3 separate regions of the Mus musculus genome follow, and all the other regions are linked to region 3. A link is a contact called in public HiChIP or PLAC-seq and promoter capture Hi-C data. All regions are on one chromosome and are shown on one strand. Each heading gives the region's core, a stretch centred on a gene start, on an enhancer-like site or on the middle of the called end of the contact. The rest is flanking DNA. Distances are from core to core; before and after follow the strand shown.

Region 1 (3,313 bases), core at 265-2,764, 520 kb after region 3:
CCAAGGCTCGAGACTACACCTCTGAGCCTGTCTCTGCTTCTCTCAGCAGGAGACGAGCCCATACCTTCCAGGATGAGCAGTGCTGCCCCTGCTAAGAAACCTTACCGTAAGGCGCCTCCAGAGCACCGAGAGCTACGCCTGGAGATTCCCGTGTCCCGGCTCGAGCAAGAGGTCAGCAAGGCTGGGGTCTGGCCCTGGCTGGCAGAAGCAGGCCCCTGAAGGTGTCTGTCAGCTGGCCTCTCAGGCCTGAGGTGCTGGGCATGGGTTAAGGCGAGAGACTCACATTGCTGATAGAGCTGTAGTTGTGCTTGGGGGTGGGGGTGGGGGGCTGTGTGTATGTGTTCACACGTCAGGGAGCATTAGTCTTTGCAGCTCAACAGAACTGTCACAGCCAGTCCCAGGTGCTGGTGGAGGAAAGGCGTCCAGCTTTGGCCTCTAAGGAGGCAGTGCTCTAACTGCTGCCCACCGCAGCTGCGCGTCTCTGTGCGCCCTTCCACCAGCTTGCTTTTGTTTAGCTACCTTGATAACTTCACACTCTGTCAAGAACCATGCTAGGCTTGCTCTCAGACGGCCTGTGGGCCACTGCCAGACACTCTAGCTTGGCTCTCAAGACTGGGCGGTTAATCAGCTTGTTCCTAGCGCCGTCCCCCTCCCTGTGCACAGAGTGGTCTCAGCTGTTGAGGATCAGGGCTATTAGTGAGGGAACAGAGGTTCCATGAGATGGAGCCTTCACTGTGTATTGTTGAGTAGGGTCAGATCCAGTGATCAGGCTCTAGAGTCTGATCTGAGCCATTTGCCTCTGTGCTTCTTCATGACCTGCGCTAGACATCCAAAGTCATTGGGGCAGGGGATCAATGCAAGACACAAAATGGTTTAGTGGTACAAAGTTATATTGGAAGATGGAGGCAGGAAGCTGTAGTTACTTGGTGGGTTTGAATTCAACCTAGACTGTCTGAGAACAAGCACTCACTCACCATCCACAAAGCCCTTTAGCATCTTGTTCCCTAGAGGCCCTCCAGCCATTCAGGTTGGCTCCTCAGTCTCCGAGGTCCTCTGGAGGGCCTGAGAGGCCTCCGTCAAAACTCGGAACTTTCAGTTTGGCTTGACTCCCTCACTTCCTTGGAAAATCTGTGCCATGCTTGTAAGGAGCTTGACCGACAGCTAGGTGCTTTATCCTGGGGGATAGGTGACATGGGTACCTGATCCCCTTTGAAGATGGCTTTAGGATTAAGGGTAGATGTTGGAAGGGTCTAGAATTTTCTGGTTGACAGGGGAAAGGGTACTGTAAGCTTACCAGATGTTTCTAGATTTCATCCATTTCTGGAGGGCCTGTCACTTTCCGTGACGTGGCCTTTTCCAGGGCTCTGAGCCAACCAGGAGGCCAGTGCTCTGGAGCTGAGTCCCAGGCTTCCCCTCTTTTTTTGTCCAGGAGTCCCTGACTGACGCAGAGCGGATGAAGTGAGTATTGGCTGCCCGTCCCTGGACTGTGTGCTGTGCCCTTTCAATCCCTGCTGGGCTCTGGGGACTCCCAGGCTCCTCCTCACATCTGGCCTTCCAGCTTCTAACATTGTGGCATAGTGCTGTGACCTGCAGTTAGAACCATACACTGGAATTACAAACAATTACAAGCAATTTGCAGGACAGTGTTCCTTTTAACTGAGTTTGTGGGGTTTGTGTTGGCCACGGGCATCCCGTGGACTCCTCATGGTCAGCAGAGGTAAAGCTTGGGGGTGGGGCTCTTTAGGGCTCATGTCAGGGAAAGGGGTTTTATTTGCTCCATGAACTGAGGGCCCACCCTTACAAAGAGTCCTTGCCCAGCTGCTGGCTCCAGAAAACAGTGACCAGCCTGTGCCAGCGTCTGCATGCCCTTTCTGTCAGGCATGTGAGGCCTCCTGGAGGACAGCAGTGCTGTCCTGGATTCCCAAGAGATTAATAATGGAGAAGGCTGATTGTGAGGGGAAACAGGAGCTGTAGGGCTTAGTGCCTGCTGGCCTGGGTGGTAACCGGAGACAGTCGGGAGCTATCGCCTTTGATTCTGACCCAGTGCGTTTCTATACTGGGGAGGGGCCATCTGGACTATTGTGCGTCATACACTCGGTCCCGTCTCCATCTTAGGCTGTTCTCGAGGCCAGAGGGCCTGTATATTGCGTCTCCTTACCTAGACTGAGCCTAAAGGGACCCACTTGCCTGTCTGCTCCTTTCTCACTCTTGTCTGCTGCCCTAGGGTTAGCTGTTTTTGATGGTTCCATCCCCCACCTCCCCACCCTCCAACCCCCCAGACTTTTGCAGCAGGAGAATGAAGAACTTCGCAAACGCCTGGCCTCAGCTACCAGACGCACTGAGGCCTTGGAGCGGGAGCTGGAAATAGGACAAGACTGCCTAGAACTGGAGTTAGGACAGAGCCGTGAGGAGCTGGACAAGTTTAAGGACAAATTCCGCAGGTGCGGAACAAGGGGCCAATCGTCTCCCATCCGTGGGAGCACCTTCCTGTCCATACGTTAGCTGAAGAGCCTCAGGTCCCCCTGACTTTATTTAGTAACCCAGATCTTGGAAGGAGAGGGAAGTTCCTAGACTCCCATGTGGAGGAGGGTTGGTGGGGCCTGAGGAACAGGCCTTAACCAGGGCTCTGCCTTTCTCTGCCTTGTTGGCATGTGTAGGCTACAGAACAGCTACACGGCATCCCAGCGGACCAACCAGGAACTGGAGGACAAGCTGCACGCACTGGTACTGTGCTGGGAGGGTGGTGTGGCCACAACATAGCGCGGGCTAGGACTTCCGGGGGGGATGCCACTCACCCTGGGGCCTGGGGAGGAGAGGGAAGGCAGGGCAGTGGTGGGGAGGGCGCGGTGTGCTGCGCCAGGCGGGACAGCCCTAATGCTCACACTGTCTCTCTTCTCTCTCCGTCTCCCTCCCTCATGCTGCCACCGCTGCTGCTGCACTCTCCTCTCAGGCCTCTCTTAGCCACAGCTGGATTTTTGCAGTTGCGTCTGAGTTTGTGTGTTTTCCCTGGTCCTGGCCTCCTTGGTCCATGTCAGGGATTGTGGGGACCCTGGCCATTTCCCTCTGCCCCTTGACCACACCCTCTCTTTTCCTGTCATGTGAGACCCAGAGTGCCTCCCTCCTGGGAAAGGGCTAGGGCTGAGGTTCTGCTCATGGCTCTGGCAGAGGCACTGAGTGATAGCCCTCAGCAGTCCCAGCCTTGGCTGCGGTGGCAGCAGCCCAGGCTATAGGTACATGTTACGAGACTGGAAGATCAGGTCTGCTTTCCATCTGCAGCTCTTCCCTGCCCAGCCAGCTAATGTCATGGGCACCC
Region 2 (3,391 bases), core at 696-3,195, 640 kb after region 3:
CCCACCCCCGCTTCCTGTACCTATACACTGTGTTTAAGGCTTACAAACAAGGCTGGGGTGGGTAGTACATGCTTTTTATCTAGCATTTGGGAGCCAGAGAGTGACTGATCTCTGTAAGTTCAAGGCCAGCTTAGTCAACAGAGTAAGTTCCAGGACAGCCAAGGCTATGTAGAGACCCTGCCTCAAAAAAGCACTTATACATATTATTTAATGCTAACTTATATGTATAGGTTACTACCCCATTATAAAGGTAAGGTTTGGCAAGGCTAGTTTGCTTAAGTTAGAGGTTCTTGTGAGTCACAACCCCGTTGGGGGTCAAACAACCCTTCCACAGGGGTCACCTAAGACTTGTAAAACACATTTATATTATGATTCATAATTAGCAAAGTTATAGTTATGAGGTAGCAATGAAATAATGTTATGGTTTGGGGGGGGGGGTCACCATAACAGGAGGAACCGTATTAAAGGGCTGTAGCACTAGGAAAGTTAGAAACCACTGGCTTCAATGGCAAAGCATGACTTGAAAGCTGTTCACTGCCTGCAGAAACTGCTCTTCCCTGTGTTCTAACGTTAGTGCGGTTTTTCTCTGGAATAGCCAGGATTTGCTCTGTCCCTAGTGGATGTGCTACCAAGCTCTGAGAAGGCCTTCTTCAGATTCTGGCTCCTGATGTGAACTCATTTCTGATGGGTAAATCCAGTATAGGGGAACGCAAGATGCTTGGGCTGTGTTCTGTGTGACCTCCCCTGAAGTGTATCCTGTCAGCCAAACTGTTGGTTGTTTTTGTGTCTGATATCGCTTTACAGAAGAATTAAGCCATATTACCAAAGCAGGGCATGATGGTGGAGGGCAGGACCTGATGTGTGTGTGTGGGGGGGGGGGGGGGCGGCATAAGTTTCTTTGAAATGACCGGCCAGGTCAGCTCTCTAATGCCCATTTAAAAAGCCTCGATGAACAATGCCCAGGCAATCAAAACATCAAAACAAAGTAATTATCTGAGCAAATTAGACACTTATTTCTCTCTGGGCTTGGCTTGGAGGCCCAGGGCATGTTGACTTCATGAGTCTTCCACAAAGGAATCCAGAAATAAGATCAGTCATTGACAAGGCCTGAAACAAGCCTTCAGAGGACCCCGGTGATTTTGACTTTGGAGACTCCAGAACAGCAGCGGATGTGATGTAGCAGTGGTTAGACTCGCCTGAGTTAGGCTAGCCTAGGGAATACAGAGCTGATCCTCTGTGGCTACTATTTGGGTCTGAACAGCTGTGGAGCCCAAAGTTATGTAGCTGACACACATGTAGTCTGTAAGTGGCTTTTTTTTTTTTTTTTTTTTTTTTTAAAGAGACTATGAAGCTCTACACACTTCAGTCGTGTGGCTAGCTGCGACCTTGTTATGTAGACCAGGTTGGCCCTGAACTCAAAAGAGTTCTTCCTCCTGAGGGCTGGCATTAAAGGTGTGGGCCACCACCCCTGGGAAACTGTCACCCTTTACATTCTTTTCCAAGGATTTCCCCGATTTGTCAGACTAGTCCTGGGAGTAAACAAAGAGCTCTCACGTGAAAACTGGAGGGGTCAGATTGGATAGAACCTATTTGGTGAAACCTGGCTTTGGGTGGGTTTAGGTGTCAGAAACTGCTTTTAGAGCCAAGGTATCAGATTCTTCATAAAATTCTCAGGCCAAGAAGTGATATTCCCAGGTTGAAATAATACAGCTAGTGGCCTTGTGGCTTTGTATTGGGTTTCTTCCCAAGTCCGTATGGGCAAAAATGGAGTACGTAATGTGGAGTGCACATATAGGGAAGCCGCGCTGGGATAACAGAATACATGAGTCTACACTGTACTGTGAAAGTCCGTGGCCCCCGGAAAGGGCGGGTTTGGCGAGATGGGCGGTCCGGTGGGTGGTATTTTGTTTCCTGCTAGCTTAAGGGGTGGGGCTCAGGGTCTCCATGGAGACAGCTTCTACCCGCCAGACTAGCTTGGAGGAGAACGGCTGGCCTGATGGACGCCGACAGCCTCTTGTTGTCTCTGGAGTTGGCGTCTGGCAGTGGGCAGGGACTCAGCCCTGACCGTCGGGCCTCACTGCTCACGTCCCTTATGCTGGTGAAGCGCGATTACCGCTTCGCGAGGGTCCTTTTCTGGGGCCGCATCCTTGGCCTTGTGGCGGATTACTACATCGCACAGGGCTTGAGTGAGGACCAGCTCGCACCACGCAAGACGCTCTACAGGTGAGGCGACTCTGGCAGATAAGGCTGCAGGAGGATCCCGAAGGGTGTTGGGTGCAACTCCAGCTGGGGAAGGTGGGTGCGCCCAGGACCTACGCAGGAAGCACCTGTGGGTGGGGCTTGAGGAGGGAAATGAGGAGCTTGAGGACTGAGATGTCACGGAACTGTGAGGGTCCTGTGGATCCTGACAGGGTGGGAAAGTGGCCTGGGCAGGGTCCAAGGAGGCAGCATTGTCAGCCTGGATTTGCATGGGAAACTGGTCTAGATGGATTCGTTAGAGACAGAAGGCTAAATAAACTGAGCGGGCACAGAATGTAGAAGTCCCGGAGATGGCAACTGGTGTAGAATTCAGGTTCTAGCTGTGGACTGGATTTGGCTTGGAGAAGTCAGACGCTCTGAGATTTGTACTGAAGCTGTTTAGAAACGTCTCTGGGGAGTGTAGGCTCTGCAGTGGGAGGTGCTCTTTCCTGGAAGTGCAAGACTTGTAAAATGGGGAAAGAGCTGGGGGCAATTCTGCAGTGTAAGCCTCCCAACCTCTTTCGGGGTTCCCTAGGATGCTAGGGGAGCCTATCATGCTATTAAAGCATCCAAGCAGGAGGTATCCGGGGACTTCATTTATCTACCCATGCATCAAACCAGTATTGAAGGAGGATCAGGGGTTCAAGGTCAGTCTCAAATACACAGGGGGTTTGAAGCCCCTCTGGGAATTTGGGGGCTGGAGACATGGCTTAAACCTTAAGAGCACTGGGTACTCTTCTGAACCACTGGGATTCAATCCGTAGCTGGGATTCAATCCGTAGCACGTACACGGAGTTCAGAACTATCTATAACTCCAGTTCTAGGGAACTTCTTAGGACACTGTACACAGCAGGTGCATGTACATACATATAGACAAAATACTCATACACATAAAAATATGTAAAGACCCTGTCTCAAAAAAAATTGCTAAAACTAAGGTATCCTAAAGCGATGCCAAGAGTCCCGGGCTTTTGGAGAAGAGCTAAGCTCGATCAGAGAGCAGCTGCTCCGGGTTCTGAAAGGTGGGCACTTCCCCACAGCTGCGAGCTGGAGAGACCCTCCTGCACTCTGACTGAAGGCTTTCCATGTTTAGGGAAGAGACCGGAAGTAAACTGGACAGAGGCAGCAACCGTCGATCGGGAGAAGTCAAGAG
Region 3 (3,566 bases), core at 805-3,304:
GCTGGGATTAAAGGCGTACGCCACCGCGCCCGGCTAATCTTTCAACTTTTTTTTTTTTTTTTTGGTTTTTCGACACAGGGTTTCTCTGTATAGCCCTGGCTGTCCTGGAACTCACTCTGTAGACCAGGCTGGCCTCGACCTCAGAAATCCGCCTGCCTCTGCCTCCCAAGTGCTGGAATTAAAGGCGTGCGCCACCACGCCCGGCTCTTCCAACTTTTAAGATGACATTTATACTTTAACAAAAATTTTAGAGCATTAAATTAAAATCAAAAGAATAAGAGGTGAGCCAGGCAGTGGTGGTTAACACCTTTAATCTCAGTGTTCAGGAGGCAGAGGTTGGAGGACCTTTGAGTTTGAGGCCAGACTGTGTGCAGAGTGAGTTCCAGGATAGCGAAGGCTACACAGAGAAACCCTGTCTCCAAAAACCAAAAAAATGAGGACTGGTGAGATGGCTCAGCAGTTAAGAGCACTGACTGCTCTTCCAGAGGTCCTGAGTTCAATTCCTACCAACCACATGGTAGCTCATAACCATCTGTAAAGAGATCTGAGGCCCTCTTCTGGTGTGTCTGAAGACAGCTACAGCGTTTTCATATAAGTAAAATAAATAAATAAATAAATAAATCTTTAAAAACAAGCAAATATTATGAGATGAGCAGCGACAGTCCCCACTAGGACTATTGTTTTTATTTTTTATTTTGCTCTTCTTTCTCTGTCACATAGACAAGTGGCTCACCCAATATGGGACATATATATATATTTTATTATTATTATTATTATTATTATTATTATTATTATTATTATTATTATTATATGTAAGTACACTGTAGCTGTCTTCAGACACTCCAGAAGAGGGCGTCAGATCTTGTTACAGATGGTTGTGAGCCACCATGTGGTTGCTGGGATTTGAACTCTGGACCTTCGGAAGAACAGTCGGGTGCTTTTACCCACTGAGCCATCTCACCAGCCCCGGACAGAGATTTTTGAGGAAACTTAAAAACAAGCATGGTTCTAGCGCAATCCATGGAATAGTTTAGAATACCTGGTATGCCTGGTGCAGGAGGCCGGAAGAGGTCGTGCCCTTAATCTCCTTTGACATTCATCTGGTAATGACATTAGCGTGTTGAGTGGACTAGTTTTTTAGTGTGTTCCAACATCATGTATCAGTCCTTGGGTACTCAACAATTCCTTGCAGAGTCCCACTGTAGTGAAGTGGTGTAGTGAGGTGCAGAAGAGACACAGAAAATAAGAAAAGTCTCCTGCCCATAAGCCAAAGGTGTAGGATAAAGGCTGTGGGTGGCGACCCTTTCTAGTGTTATATAGTGGCGTTGTCCTAGGCTAGAGCATAAAACAGCACTGTGCTAGCATAAAACAGCACTGTGCTAGTATGTGGCAATGGGAGTAAATTCTGAGAAACTTAAACAAGTGAAGGCTCTGAGATGGAAATGGAGCATTTCTAGTTTCTGGCTCCACTGTTTACCCAACTTGTGCTAAGGCTTTGTAAATCTTAAGGAGCCCCCTGGCGGCCACTGGGAACCCGTAGATATTCATTGTACGGATGAGGAAGCCGAGATGCAGAAAGGTGAGGAATTCAAAGGCTCACAGAGTAGGTGACACATTTTTATTTCCGCAAATCCTCCACAAATAACCGCCCACCAAATGTGAGTGCCACGTCGGTCCTTCAAGTCTCCGGGAATAAAAACCTCACCTAAGCAAGGCGGCCAACTTCTGTAGAGCCCGTGCCGTAGCGGAAGCTGCAGATGCATTGTGGAAAGCCTTTAAATTGTTCACAAGCGGCCGAGTTCGAGACCCTACAGCCTAACTGAAAAGGGTTGGATCCAGACGGGTGTCAGACTCTAGAGACCTTAGAAGGGATGGGAAGAAAACTGGAGGGTTTTTTGCCGGAATCCTGGCTAGCAAGACCTTTTCCCAGACGCTCACATTCGCTAAGGAATCTCAGGCTGCCTGAGTCCTCCTGCGGGAGCGAGAGTCCGTCTCTATGATACAAGAGACGTCGAGGCGGGCCTCTCTACCCCGCCCGGTGAGGCTGCGCAAGCGCAGTAGCTGAAGCACCGGAAAGATGGCGGAGGAAGGGTGAGTGTGTCTTCGGATCTCTCTATGGGGCTTTGAGGATCCGATGCCATCCTTTCTGTTTGTACTCTGGTGATACAAAAGGAAGCTGTGGGCTGTGGAGAGAAAAGAAAAAGGCTCCATAGTATGAAGTCAAGGTGGGGGCTGAGATGCTGTAGGGCTCCGCGACCAGGGATCGGGACGACTTTGGAAGCAGCGAGAAGAGGAACTGAGGTTCGGAGGGGCGAGTGGCTGCGTAGCGCCAGAGTTGAGTTCGCTCAGCTTGGCTGTCATGTCTTTCACAGTTTGGTACACACGTACAGTGTATTTTGATCGTATCACCTCCCCATCATCTCTTATTCCCCTGCGTCTTCCACCAAGCTCTTTCCCCCCAATTCCCCCTCCTGCTTTCATGTGCCCCCCCCCCCCACCTCATCCTAGCTCGACTTAATCATTACTCTTCTTGATGGATCTGTGATAGCCCCTTTCTGGATTTTACTAGAATTTCCTTGCCGCTAGTGACAGGTCATAGCCTACAGTTGTTAAAGCTCCACGGACCAAAACGAACCCAGAGAGCAAAGGTTTTTCCTGATTTTTAAAGGCTCTCGGGACGAGTGAGCATTACAGGAGCACGGCGAAGACTCATCAGAAACTTTAGGTCCCGGGAAGACCAGGATCTCGAATTGGTTTGGAAAGCCACCAAATGTTGGTTTGGCAATTTTCATTAATGTCAAATTTGTTCCTTTATCAGGGAAAGAAAAAAAATTCCTTTGGTTCCAGAAAATCTTCTGAAAAAGAGGAAGGCTTATCAAGCCCTCAAAGCCACTCAGGCAAAGCAGGCACTTTTGGCAAAGAGAGAGGTAATTCTGAGAGGGGGGGGGTTAGGATTTGTAGTGGACGGATTTTACTAAACGGTGTTCGTTGAACTAGATTTGTTATCAGATCCCTCACAGGTTTCTCCCTCATAGTCCTCCATTTAGCAAAGATTTACCCACCATCTTTCTGTGAGCAAAATGTTAGACCAGCCTTTAAGGGAAAAGTGAAGACATTTTCTGAATTCAAATTTAGTGGTAAAACCAAATTTGGCAGGGAAAAAAATAGATTATTTTAAAAATGTTTTGTTGGGGTTGGTTTGTTTCTTAGATGGGGTCTGTACATATGGTCTGGAATACTGTATGACCAGGCTGGCCTCAAACTAACAGATCAGCCTACTTAGGCCTCTAGAATGCTGCGATTAAATTGCTATCTGTGGCACACTTTTCAGCATTCTAGAAGGTTGAGACAGGAAAATGGAGAGTTTGGCTATATAAAGAGAACCTGTCTCAAACCAAAAGTATCCAACAATTTTAAAAGTTTATTTAGAATCACGTGTGGGCTGGAGAGATGGCTCAGCCCTTAAGAGCACTGACTGCTCTTCGGAAGGTCCTGAGTTCAAATCCCAGCAACCACATGGTAGCTCACAACCACCTATAATGAGATCTGACTCCCTCTTCAGGTGT

What was found. Promoter capture Hi-C pulls out the DNA fragments that hold promoters and counts their contacts. HiChIP or PLAC-seq counts read pairs in DNA pulled down with a chosen protein or histone mark.
Region 1: a promoter capture Hi-C map of 3T3-L1-derived adipocytes shows a contact between it and region 3, with 2.7 times the contacts expected there. The contact joins the enhancer-like site here to the promoter of Rpl7l1 in region 3. A contact is called at or near these places in 3 of 39 promoter capture datasets (3T3-L1-derived adipocytes, hippocampal neurons and liver), 3 of 115 datasets of contacts at active chromatin or transcription factors (astrocytes, memory CD8 T cells and pancreatic cancer cells) and 2 of 9 other capture datasets (embryonic stem cells and macrophages).
Region 2: a contact with region 3 is called in an H3K4me3 HiChIP or PLAC-seq map of bone marrow-derived macrophages, with 2.4 times the contacts expected there. The contact joins the promoter of Rsph9 here to the promoter of Rpl7l1 in region 3. A contact is called at or near these places in 1 of 39 promoter capture datasets (the C10 cell line), 2 of 115 datasets of contacts at active chromatin or transcription factors (bone marrow-derived macrophages and pancreatic cancer cells) and 1 of 9 other capture datasets (pancreatic islet).

What each region holds. Positions count from the first base shown.
Region 1 is chr17:46,260,547-46,263,859 of GRCm38.p6, reverse strand. It overlaps Tjap1 (tight junction associated protein 1), which reads left to right. Exons shown (of 10, transcript NM_001252474.1): 4 at 50-171; 5 at 1,430-1,458; 6 at 2,280-2,441; 7 at 2,658-2,724. The coding sequence starts at 73. Among named protein-coding and RNA genes, the nearest start is that of Lrrc73, 8.0 kb to the right of the region's middle. Within about 2 kb of position 1,514, at least 9 of the 459 cell types and tissues checked have an H3K27ac peak or open chromatin away from gene starts, as enhancers often do. A contact at or near this core is called in 3T3-L1-derived adipocytes, where this site is marked.
Region 2 is chr17:46,142,754-46,146,144 of GRCm38.p6, reverse strand. Rsph9 (radial spoke head 9 homolog (Chlamydomonas)) reads left to right here and starts at 1,945. Exons shown (of 5, transcript NM_029338.4): 1 at 1,945-2,223. The coding sequence starts at 1,997.
Region 3 is chr17:46,781,144-46,784,709 of GRCm38.p6, reverse strand. Rpl7l1 (ribosomal protein L7-like 1) reads left to right here and starts at 2,054. Exons shown (of 7, transcript NM_025433.3): 1 at 2,054-2,091; 2 at 2,819-2,927. The coding sequence starts at 2,078.